2 separate regions of the Mus musculus genome follow, and region 1 is linked to region 2. A link is a contact called in public HiChIP or PLAC-seq data. All regions are on one chromosome and are shown on one strand. The core of a region is the stretch at or near the end of the contact, and the rest is flanking DNA. Distances in the headings are between cores, read along the strand shown.

Region 1 (5,711 bases), core at 1,708-4,207, 130 kb before region 2:
ATCATAAGATTTGTGATCTTTTACCCAGGACAGTTTATGATTCAGGACAGAGACACATTCTATTCTGGTAGCTCGAAGCTCTTCCTATGTGGACTTGGTGGCTGTGGGCAGCCAGGGGCTCAATCCTGGTGGTCTGCTCATCTTCCTGAAGGCTGCAGTTCCCTGCTCTCTAGTATCCCTCTCTTCTTTCTGGTCCTCCATGTGGCCTCTGGTCAGATACCTATCCCATCATTGTCCTCTCCTGTGGTACCTGACACCATGAGGGTGCCTGTCCCCACCATGTCACTGAACCCTCATGGCTGGGAACAAGGCTCTCATCGAGACAGCACTGGCTCACAATGGGTCTGTCCAGATGAAACCTGCAGAGGGGAACGAGATACCCAGTCCAAACATTCATTTCCCCTCCACATACACATCCTGCGCTGGCAAAGATGCCCTGTCTGTTTTGAAGCGCTGCCTGGCTGTGATGAAACCACACAGCACTGGGCAGGCTCTTCCTTCCCTCCTTCCTGTGCCCTTCTCTTCTTTCCTTTCGATCTCTCTTTCTCCTCATGCCTGCACTTACTCAGAGAGTTACTGAGCACCTACCAGATGTCAGGAGCTGAGCCACTGCAAACCAGGCAGAGAGGTCTTTATGCTCCACAACCTGGGACACACAGGAGAAAAGGCAAGTGAGCCCCAGGCCTCACAGCCATGCAAGTGCAGTGGAGGGTATGTCAGTCATGTGTATGATGTGTGATCTGTGATCTGAATGAGTAAGGAAGGTGGTCTGGAAGAGAGGAGAGCTAGTGCAAGGGCTCTGGGCCAGGGCAAGACATGGCCGCCTGATTTTGAGGTAGCCTGGTATGCTAGAGTCAGGGTTGGGCCAGAGGCAGGTGGCTTAGTTGAGGTCAAAGGTATAGCTAGGGGGATAGAAAGAAGTGCTTAGAGTCAGCACCCACCCCACACACAGCCCACACACCTAACACCCTAACACACACACATGCATATGCATATACGAACACACACACACACACACACACACACACACACACACACACACACACCTGATCCTTGTTTCTTTCTTCCTCCTGCTGCCTGGCAATACCCAGAGAGAGAGGCCAGCAGGAATCAGGAGCTCAGAGACCAAGAGCAGCTGATCAAAGCCCTGGGACAGGAAGGACAGAGTAAAGGCTACTTCACTCACCCTGGAGAGTCTAGAATGGGCTTGTCATTCAACCTAGGGGCTCAGGGAAACTTCCTTCTAAGAAGGATTTGGGTGTGTGCCTGCAAGCCTGCATGTGTCTGTGTGTCTGTGTGTAGGGGTAGGTTGCCACTTCCTCTGCATGAGAGGACTGAGTTTTGAATCAGAGGATTGGGGAACTCTGTGAACCTACAGAGGAGACTCCCAGGAGGGAAGGCCTGGAAGCCAGTGGGGTTGAAGACGTGAGTGAGCAAGATCTAGAAACCTGGATGGCCTCCATACATGGTATGGGTGGCCCTGGGAGCTCCTGACCCAAGCTGGGTTCTAGCATAACCACATACAGGCCCAGTGACTGGTTTGCCTTGATTTCTCCCCCTAGCTACCTGAAGGTCCATTGCAGGTGTGAGTTCATCTACAGAGAGGCTAAGGAAGAACAGACATGCTTAACCTTGGCTGGGACCAGAGCTCAAGGAAGGCTGCCTGGAAGAGGCAAGGGGATGACCTTGCAAGCTGAGCAGAAGAGCAGTGAGCTGTGTTTGGGCAAGAGCCAGAGGGCCAGCAGGGAGAGAGATGAAGTGACCCAAGGAGGTGGCACAAACAGGCTCAGGCTGCGTGGAACTGGCCCAGAATGTTCTTTCTGCTCGGCACTGGGGAGTGAATGACAGAATGAGATCGGATTCTACCACAGTGGCCTCTGATGGGGGTGGGCAGGAGCCAGAGAACTCAGGGAGGAGGCTATAGCTGCCTTGAACAGCTGAGAAGTAAGACCCAGAACACCAACAAGACCCATTTCAGTCTGTGGAAGCTTTGGGAAAGCAGGAACTGACATGAAAGCAGTCATTCTTGCTCAAGTCTTGACTGGGGAACTAACTTGCTGGGTGAATTTGGGTAGGTTTCTTACCCTTTCTGGGCCACATTTATCTGTGACACAAACATATTGGACTGTATTCAGTGCTTAGATGCCCTGGGGAACCAACAAGAAATGCAAACCAGGAGTCACCTGCGAGGCAGGGTTATCGGTCACCAAAACTCAGCTTCTCTCCTGTTGCTTTGTTAACTTGTGTTGAAGTTGGGGTTTCTGATAGTTCTTCAAGCTTTATTTTTAAGACAGGGTCTTACTGTGTAATCCAGGTTGGCCCAGAACTACTGATAATCCTTCTGCCTCTGTTTCTGGAAAGTCGGGACTATTGGCATACTTCACCAACACCAGGTCCAGACTTTTAAAGTAAGTTTGAATCCTTTGTTTGTTTGTGTGTTTGTTTTCCTGCCCCTACCTTCTGAGAGCCCAGATTAAGGGCACACAACACCACTGGTGTTGGCTTGTGTGGTGCTGGGAGGGAACCCAGGCCTATGTTTTGCTAGACAAACACTGCCAACTGAACTACATCAGCACTCAGGAAGTTGGGGTAGGAAGATCAGGACTTCCGTATTATCTTTAGCTACATAGTGTTCTAGGCCAGTCCAGGTGTATGTGCAGCCCTGCATCCAACAAAGAGAAACAAAAGGACTTACGTTTTTTTTTCTAGCCCACCATTTGGGCCATTGCACACTCATGCATTGCCACAGCCTGCCACAGCCCACTTGGTTGAGACTCCGTGTTCCTCAAAGGGTACATACAGTGAGGGAAAGGGCACAAGGTTGGGATGGGAGAGACCAAGGCTCCTAGGCCAAGGGCCATTCCACTATGGAATTCCCCAGAGCTGCTGGGACATCTCCAATAGAAGCTGATCTGACTCACTCAGTATAGACTTGTGAGTTGGCCCCCTTCCCAGGCCTTCCTCAGACCCTGTAACCTTATCTTTCAGAGAGATGGACAGCCTAGTCAGGGGTCAGGGCTGGGAAGATCCCTCAGTTTGGTCTTTACTAACTAAGCCAGGCTCAGAGGAGGTAGCAGAGGACAGAACTCCGGGAGTGACTCCTCTGACATGGTCCCAGGGTTACTGTGCCTGCACCACAGTGAGATTTTTAGTCCTTGAGGGTCTATTCCTTCCACTGGGGACATCAACCTCCCCCCATGGGCCTGGTTGCACCAGCCCCAGGTAGGTGGGAGACAGTGCTCCTATCAAGAGCAGGGATACGGGCTGAATGTGACTACTGTGGTCATGGCTAGGTCTGGAGCACAGCTGAGCGGATGAGAGAAAGGGGCCTTGGCTTGTGGGGGTCAAAGATGCCCCTTGACCATGTACGTCTAAGCACTGGACTGGCCCCAGGCAAGGGACAGCTGGAGAGAAGGCCTCCAAAAATAGCACAATGCATTGAGCACCAGGAAGCTGCCAGTGGTGAGTCTCGGATCCCTTCCCCCACTTCTCCTCTGCTCCAGAGGAGACCATGGGCTGCAGTCAAAGGGAGAGAGGGGGCAGCAGCTGGGAGACAAAGCTGCACACAGAGAACTGGCCCTTTAATAATCCCAGGTGGGCGCTCTGCACAATTGCATTTTGAAGATTCCCAGCTTGCTTAGCACAAGTGGAAAATTACCTTATCGTCTCCTCTGCGGTGCCTTTGGATCCTGATTTCATCATTCATATGTACAGCGGCGCATTTTCAACAGGGACAATTTAATTACGCTCAATTTGTGTAACTGAATTATTAAAGACTCATTTAGAGAGAGCGCCATGTCCAGGGCTTGCTGGGCGTCACAGTTGCTCACATTTAGCCTGGCACCCCCTATGGATGACCCTGGGTTCCAGAATGTTCCCCTCCCCTGCCCCTGCATCCCCAGCCAGCCTTGTCTTCTCATTTCTAGCTCATCGAAGTGAACATCTTTGGGCCAGCTTTTGACAGCATCTCCTGTAATGGCTCCCTGGTTTCTTGTATGTTCCTTCAGTCAATCAGCAAAACTTCGTGAGAGTGCTGTGGGACTGACCTCTCTCTCTGTCTCTCTCTCTCTCTCTCCACACACACACACACACACACACACACACACACACACACTCATGTGCATGCATATGTTCTCACACATGTGTTCGTGTGTGTGTGTGTGTGTATATATGCATGTATCCAGGAAGGGGGCGGGGTTTGGGACTTCATTTCATCCTCCTGGGCAGTGCTGTGGAGCAGGCCACAGGGCCTGCAGACCTCGAGAGCAAATGCACACGCAGAAATTAAACCTCTGGGTTAGAGGATCATCAGCACTTGAACCCAAGACTCCCGTGGCTCTCCTTCACCAAGGTCTTTCTCTCCCAGGGTGTTTGCTAGAACTGGGTGGAGGCAGGAGAGGGGCTATGTGGATTTAGGCATCTAGGACTGACTGTCAGAGACAGACAGCTTGAAGACCTGGAGGCCCAGAGTTTTCCAGTCATGAACTGGGGGTGGCTGTGTATTGAGTTGTCCAGAGCAATAGAGACAAGAGGGCAGGGCCATTTCTTCTGAATGGAAGTATTTCCTCCTGCAAGGAAAGAGGGCACTCAGGAATCTAAGGCAAGTTACAAGGCTCAAGAATGTGCCCAATGCCCCCCCCCCCCAAGACCCATACATAAATCGGGATGACTCCTGGGGAGAGGAGACTTTTTAGTTGCACTGCCTGCGAGTTGAGCGTGAAGATATTGTTGTGAATCATCAACAGCTTTTGGTGGAAGCCCCTTCAGCGTGGGATTCCCAAGTCCATCAGGGCCTCTGGCAAGGCCTCCCACCAGGGGATGCCACTTCACCACCGAAGGAAGGTACCGGAAGTTTGCACAGAGTACCCCCCACCATATACACAAGCCATCTCACCACTAGAGAAGTCTAGGCTCCATCTTAGGAGGAGGCAGTGACATACACAGCTGGTCCTGTTGGCATGCCCACCTCAGCCTGCTTTGGAACTGCGAGTGGCCAAAGACGCCTGTTCCCTTGCACTGAGTTTCTTTCTCTTACCTAGACCTTCAGGAACATTCTTCAGGGCCCCATCCTGACTGAGTCACTGCTTCTAAGTGACATCCGGTAAGTCGCCTGTGATCAAGAGCAAAATCAAGAAGCTTGGAGCTAGTAAGCCTGATAGTAACCAAAGAGCAAGAACAGGAAAGGACAGACCGGCCCAGGAACCAATGCTCACCTTACTGGGGACCCTGAGCAAGTCACACTCTTTAGTTTCTTCTCAATAATACAGTAATGAGGGTATCATGAAGTAACCCCTCCTGCCATGGAACCTTTACTCAAGTTTTTCCTCTAACCTCACCCAGCCAGCCAGTTCCTGTTCCTACTTCCACTTCCGCTTGGAAGCTTTCTCAGTGCACCCATGCTGGGTTAGGTATCTGATAATATCATCACCCTGCGGCCCCTGCTCCCTAAATTTCTCCTACCTGCCTCTTGTCTTCATCGAGTTGGACCAACACATGAAGAGTGTTAGTTCCATCTCAACTTTATGTAATCAGTAGAGTCGGGAGCCCCAGCTTTCCAGCTCACCTCTGTGTCCTGTCCCCAGGGCTAGCATGAGACTGACGGCATAGTCGATGCTCAATAAATAAATATTGACTGAAAGGCTGCATTGGACATCAAAAAAGAAAAAGTCAAGAAATCAGAAGCCATGTACACCGCTGAGCACTGCAAGCAG
Region 2 (5,963 bases), core at 2,984-5,483:
ACAGCGCCTTGAGTAATCTTACAAAATTAATTCAAACAGACTTGGCCCTCAGCTCTTGTTATGGGGCCTAAAGGCAGGAGGGGGTATGTCCCAAGAGTCCTGAGTGGAGGAGGCAAGGCCACGGGCAAGGGCTAGAAGGCGAAGAGTCCAGGAGTGGGGGCAGGGCTGCCCGGCTGGTGCCAGGCCAGATCTTATCTAACATCTTCATTAATGATCCTGAGAGAGGGAGTAAACACTCCGTTAATGAAATTTGCAGAGGATATTAAATTGTAAGATGTTGTGAACACCAATGAGGACAGCAAAGTGATCCAGGGAGACCCAAGGCAGAGACCCTGATAGCTGGTGGGGACGGGCTGGGGTGGGGGTGGAAGGCAGTTACCAAGCTTCTTGGAGAGCTGACTGGGGGTGGGGGGGGAAGAGCCCCCTCTGCCATTCACCCTCCCCCATCCTGGCTGATGATCAGACGAGGAGGGGTCACAGCTAGCTTAGAACCTGGCCTGGCTGAGCAGGCAACCCCCAGGAATCTTATTTTTGGCATCTGTAAAATACAAGAGCCAGCAGATAACTCCCCTGCAGCTGAGATAGCTGGTACGGGTGGGTAGAAGGAGTTTGGGGAATTTGAGGCAAAATTCCCCCTTCTAAGAGTGGGCAAGCCATGGGGGTGCTACCGTGAGAAGGGGCCTGGGGAGGAGACTCTGCTTGTGTGTCACTGCCAGCCTGAATCTTCCTAGTGTGTCACTTTCAGCCTGAATCTTCCTAGGCCATGCTCCCAACCCACTACACTCCCTGACGCTGCTGAAGTTGGCACTGTTAGAATAAACCTCTCCCTGCCCCAACAGCTGGGCAATGGAGGCGCCAAACCTTAAGGACTTTGCTCTGGGGTCCTGATTCTCATAACCTCATGGGCACCCTCCCCAGGATTGGGGGACTGGGGCTGAACCCGTCTCTCTGCCATAGGGCCCCCTTCTGTCTATATCTCTTCCATCCTAGCCCCAAAGAACTCAGCAACCAACCCTCTCTCAGGATGCTAAGGCAAAGCCATGTGGCCTCTTCTTCATACAAGATTCCTGGGTGGATAGAGTCTCAAATAAGAGCCAGGGCTGCAAAGTACCAGGCTGAACAATCCTAAATAAATCTCTATGTGATGAACCAAGTGGCTGACTCCCAGCAGGGGTGCCAGGGCTACAGAAGACCACCTTTCCCAAGCAGGCCAGTCCAGGCACAGATGTCAGACCGCCAGCTGGGATACAGGCGAGGGAGCCAGGTGAACCCTTTCCCCGTTAAATAAGTAACCATGACACTCTCCCAACACACTCTGTGGTTTTGTTATGTGCTCCACGTTAATGAACTTGACCTTCGGGGATCTTTTAGGTGAGGATTCTTGCAACCCTCAGTTTACAAAGAAAGAAACCGAGGCATTGAGAGATCACCAGAAGCTTGGGAACCTGCCCAGAAGATCCACGGAAGTGTCGGTTGCCTGCCTGTCAGCCGCCCCGACGGAGAATCCCTTGTGTGCGGGTGGAGAGAAGCAGCCTCCCCTCGGAGGCCAGAACCTTCCTTGTTCCTCTGTCTTTCCCACCAAAGGGAGTTGGTCCAGCTCCATCACACTTGTGGAGCCTGATTTTACTATATGTTTCCCTCCCCCCTCCCAATGCCTTGCTACATCGAGTCCTCTGAACAAGTCTGTTTCCATGGAAACCATACAGTGACTCAGGGCTTCGGGACCTTCTCTGAACCAGATTATGACTATCAAATGCTCCCTCCTCACACCAATTCAGACTCCCTATGTAAAAGGATGGGGCATAGCCGATGGGCAAGAGGGGGCTGGGGACGGGACGGGGGGGGGAGTGGGGGGCCGCACAAACCAGGTCTCACTGAGAACCTGACACCCAGGGCTCTTTCAGACTCAGTCGAACAAAGCTAGGTCCCTCCTCCAGTGCAGCCTGACTTACTCCCTGCACTAGCATTCCCCAGTGCCACCCTCCCTTTGGAGCCAGGGCCCTTGGGAGAGGGCACTGAGAATCTAAACCCACACCTTGAATCAGAGCCTGCACTGAGCCGACAGGACATGGGGGCGAGGGTAGGAGGAAGTGGGCTAACTTAGGATGCTCAGAAGGGAGCCATTAACCCAAAGCTTCACAACCACTCGGCAAAAAGGGAAATTTGGATTTGGAGTCGGGGAGGGGGTTTTTGCTCTGAGATGAAGAAACCAAGGAGTTAGGGGACAGAGAAGGGGGGGGGGTCCTGATCTCAAAGCTCCAGCAATATTGGGGCATAATCATCAATGGCTTTCTCTCACTTGCACACCCCTCCTCTCCCCACAGATACCATGACCTGGACTGCTGGTCTCGAGCCAACTCACCCACCAGCAAGCAATGAAAGTTTGTCACACTAGGCTCCTGCAGGGGTCCAAGACCAAGGGCATATCCACCCCCTCCTTTCCTGGCAGCTCCCTAAAGACCCAAGAGGGCGGGGAATAGACTAGGGTGGAAGCTTGATACCTCCCTGGTGACTCCAGAGTGTGAGTCATGACGATAGAAGCACTTTGAAAAAGAAACAGGGTCATCAGGATGCCTACAAGTGTGGCAGCTACTGGGGACTGGGGCCTGGGAACTGCCTGCCAGGTAAGATCTCTTTGTGAGACAGCCTGGTCCCATCTAAAGGGCTAAGAAACCCCGGAAAGTATCTCCCTAGCCTATGAGCCCATCTCAACTTGCCTCTTACATCCACTGGTATCCTTGGGTTTCCCAAGTGGCTCCCAGTTCTCTGCTCAGCCAGGATGCTTGCCTCCTGCCTCCACCATAGGTGTCTTCCTATGTCCCTAGGCTCCAGAAGACAGTGGGCTGAATTCCTGTCACTGTTTGGACATGCACCTCCCCTGTCCCAGCCTCAACCTCTCAGCAGTCAGCTATAACATCCCTGGTCCTGGACCCCAAAAGCCTTGGTGTCCAGAAGCCTCTTGCTTAAACGGTTAAGCCCATCAGGAAGTGGGTACTAGGAATGTAATCTTAAAAAGAGGCAGACCTGGAGTAGGGAGAGGTGACATGGTGAGGTACCTGAAATCAAGCCAAGGTGCCATCCTAGCAGGACCTTCCTTCCTCAGATAGCGTGGCCTTTTAACCCATAGATTCCAGCTAGGGCCACTGTCTACTGTTACTGTAAAGTCAAGCACCGTGTCCCTCCCTGGACCCCGAAAGAAGCTGACCACCCCATATCCTACTCAGAGAGGTGCTAGGATTGTTTTGGCCTCGCGTGGGGGGAAGCTCTGCACCGTCAGGCAGCCCTAGTCTCCTAAGGGCCCAGCCTATCACCAGCATAGTAGAAGCCGATACAAGACCGAGGCTATAAGCAAGAGGCCGGGACAGTGCTTTGCCTCAGGGTGTAAGCCTGGTTTGTAAAGTTAGAGGAGGCACGGGAACCTCAGGGTCTCTGGCAACCTCGGCCGCTCGGGTCTAGCAGGCTGTTGCATGATCAACCCGGAGCAGACACCCGAGCGGGTACCGCAGCAGCAGAACAGGAGCCCCGGGCAGACGTTTATCCCAAGTTTGCTGCCCTCACCAGAGGAGGAGGTCAGGAGCGATCGCGGAGCTCTCCGGAGGGCTACTAGCCCCAGCCAACCTCTCCCAGCGCCCAGCACTCTGCGGTCCCTAGCCACCGCCTCCGCGCACCGCCCAGAGACACCGGCCCTGAGCTAGGGGCGTCTCCCGCCGCGCCCGCGCCCCCGCCCCTCCCGGCTGTTGCGGTGCAGTCCGTTCCCGCCTGCCCCGGGGCCCGGGAGACCCGGCCGATACCTGGTGGCGGGCGCGCCGGGAGCCGCTGCAGCGCCCAGCGCTGGCTCCATCCTTAGTCTAGAGTCAGGCTCTCCGGGGGCCCGCGGGTGGTGGTGGCGGTGGAGGTGGCGGCGGCATCCTCCTCCTCCCGCGCCCTGCTCCTCGGCCTCCCTCCTCCCAAGCCTCTTCCTCCGCCTCCGCGCGTCCCTCACGGGCCCCTCTCCATGGCTCGGGGGCGCTAGCTCCGGGTGGCTCGCTCTGCACAGTGCCTTTTCCTGATGAGAGAGAGAGAGAGAGAGAGAGAGAGAGAGAGAGAGAGAGAGAGAGAGAGAGAGAGATCAGGGCCAGGCACCGGGACACCGAGCACTGCAGCCCCAGTCTCCGGAGGACAGCAGCAGCCTCGGAGGCCAGAGCCTCACGGAGTACCCTCCTTGCGTCTCGGAGTCAAAAGCAGCGGTGGTTGCTTCAGCGCCGAGCTAGCGGGTGGCAGGCGCTGCGGTCCCGGCTCCACCCCCAGCGCCGCCCGCCCCCTCTCCGCCCGACCCCGTCAGCGCGCGCCCTCCCGCCCCCCCCCCCCCCGCGCAGCCCAGGCCGGGAGCGCCGGGACACCCCCACTAGCAGGGCTCCGGAGCCAACCCACCGGCGGGCCGAGGCAGCCACACCCCCCACCCTCCACCCCGCACCCCCCACCCCCCACCCCCGAGTTGAGGAGGCCAAGCGGCAGCAGCACGGGTACCTCTTGGCCTGCCCTCTCCCCCTACACCCGCCCTAGCGAAGGCATGGCTCTATCTATGCAGCCAAAGCCTCTGGATACCCAAGTCTGGCTACAGCCCCAACCTGACCCTGGCTCCTTTCCCCAGCCAGGGCAATCAGAGACTCCCAAACCCAGAACTGAAGTCGATATTCCACTACATGCCCCTGCTTCTCTTCCATCACCCACAACTAAAGAAATGTTTCATTTGCCCCAGATCCTGTCATCCCCTTTCAGCAGGGGCTGGGTGGAGCTGGCCAGTTAGTCGGACACTAGAGTTCCTTTGCTAGAGGAAGCTTTCCATCCTGCCCAGCCCCTTCCTCCTAGGCTGCATCTGTCTTCCCAGGTAGTTACCAGTCCACAAGCTGCACTTGTGGGACCAGGACAGCGGCAAAGCCCTGGCACTACAGTGGTCCTTCGTTCTCTGCATAAATATCGACTGAGCATCTCCTGCATGTCAGAAGCACCGAACACTATAGCTAGTGACAAGAGAAACATACCCCTGAGCCCTCAGTGTGGCCTGGAGGAAAAATGAAGCCAGCAGAGGAATGCCTGTGGCCCTGAACTGAAGAGGAGGGAAAACCCACTTCTACCATTGGCCACCAAGGTGTCCATGCGCACAAACCCAGACCCCATCCTGACCTGTTTCCCATCTGAAGATGTGTAGGTACTTTGCAGGGCTCTGGACCAAAGGCAGTAGTAGACTTTGTCCAGAGTGGTAGCGATCGTCCAAAGGAGTGGGCTTCCATCTCCACCGTCTCTTACGTCTCCTAGAACACGATCTGTCCATCCGTCTGTCACTCCTGATACGGTGCAGAGAACAACGGGTTTTTTTTTTGTTTTGTTTTGTTTTTTAATGAGGTTATATTCACCTGGAAGTTCTCAGTGCAGAGGAGCCTTTGTGAGTCTGCTGTGTGACCATGTGATGCAGTCCTCCCCCACCCGTGCCTCAGTTTCCTCACGAGGAAAAATGGAGGTGCTTTTTCTTATCTCCTAGGGCAACAGCTCCCATGTTAGCTTGGGTGGATGCTTACTTGTTCGCTAAGAAGGGAATAACATAATGTCTAGGAGTCTCCCGGAGACCCCAAGGGGCATATCTTCAGAAAAGGCTTCACATGGAACCAGATGACGTGAAGACCTCTGCTCCAAGGGTCCCAGTAGGCCACATGGTCATTTGTCTTGGTTACAGTTGCCAACCCCTAACTATAAACTCCTGTCCCCCACCACCTCCTCAGAGAAGACAACTAACATCGCCTTTCCTGACATCCCTGATGCAGCAGCTCCAGCTGCAGCTGTACCCGGCATCCCCCACCCCCACCTCCACCCTCTGCAGCCAGGGCTATAGGGCACCAGACCTCAGCCCCAGCATCACAGGGCTTTAGTCACTTGCCCACCTCCATGGTAAGTGGCTGTGTTTTGACATGACCAAGAAGAGAAAGCTG

The links. HiChIP or PLAC-seq counts read pairs in DNA pulled down with a chosen protein or histone mark.
Region 1: an H3K27ac HiChIP or PLAC-seq map of microglia shows a contact between it and region 2, with 4 times the contacts expected there. The contact joins the enhancer-like site here to the promoter of Chst1 in region 2. A contact is called at or near these places in 10 of 39 promoter capture datasets (the 3T3-L1 cell line, 3T3-L1-derived adipocytes, the SN4741 cell line and 6 more), 3 of 484 Hi-C or Micro-C datasets (the AML12 cell line, cerebral cortex and embryonic stem cells), 8 of 115 datasets of contacts at active chromatin or transcription factors (astrocytes, embryonic forebrain, embryonic midbrain and 5 more) and 3 of 9 other capture datasets (adipose tissue, embryonic stem cells and liver).

What each region holds. Positions count from the first base shown.
Region 1 is chr2:92,724,662-92,730,372 of GRCm38.p6, reverse strand. No RefSeq gene overlaps it. Among named protein-coding and RNA genes, the nearest start is that of Gm13816, 15 kb to the left of the region's middle. Within about 2 kb of position 2,957, at least 50 of the 459 cell types and tissues checked have an H3K27ac peak or open chromatin away from gene starts, as enhancers often do. A contact at or near this core is called in the AML12 cell line and microglia, where this site is marked.
Region 2 is chr2:92,597,977-92,603,939 of GRCm38.p6, reverse strand. It overlaps Chst1 (carbohydrate sulfotransferase 1), which reads right to left and starts at 4,233. Exons shown (of 3, transcript NM_023850.2): 1 at 3,792-4,233.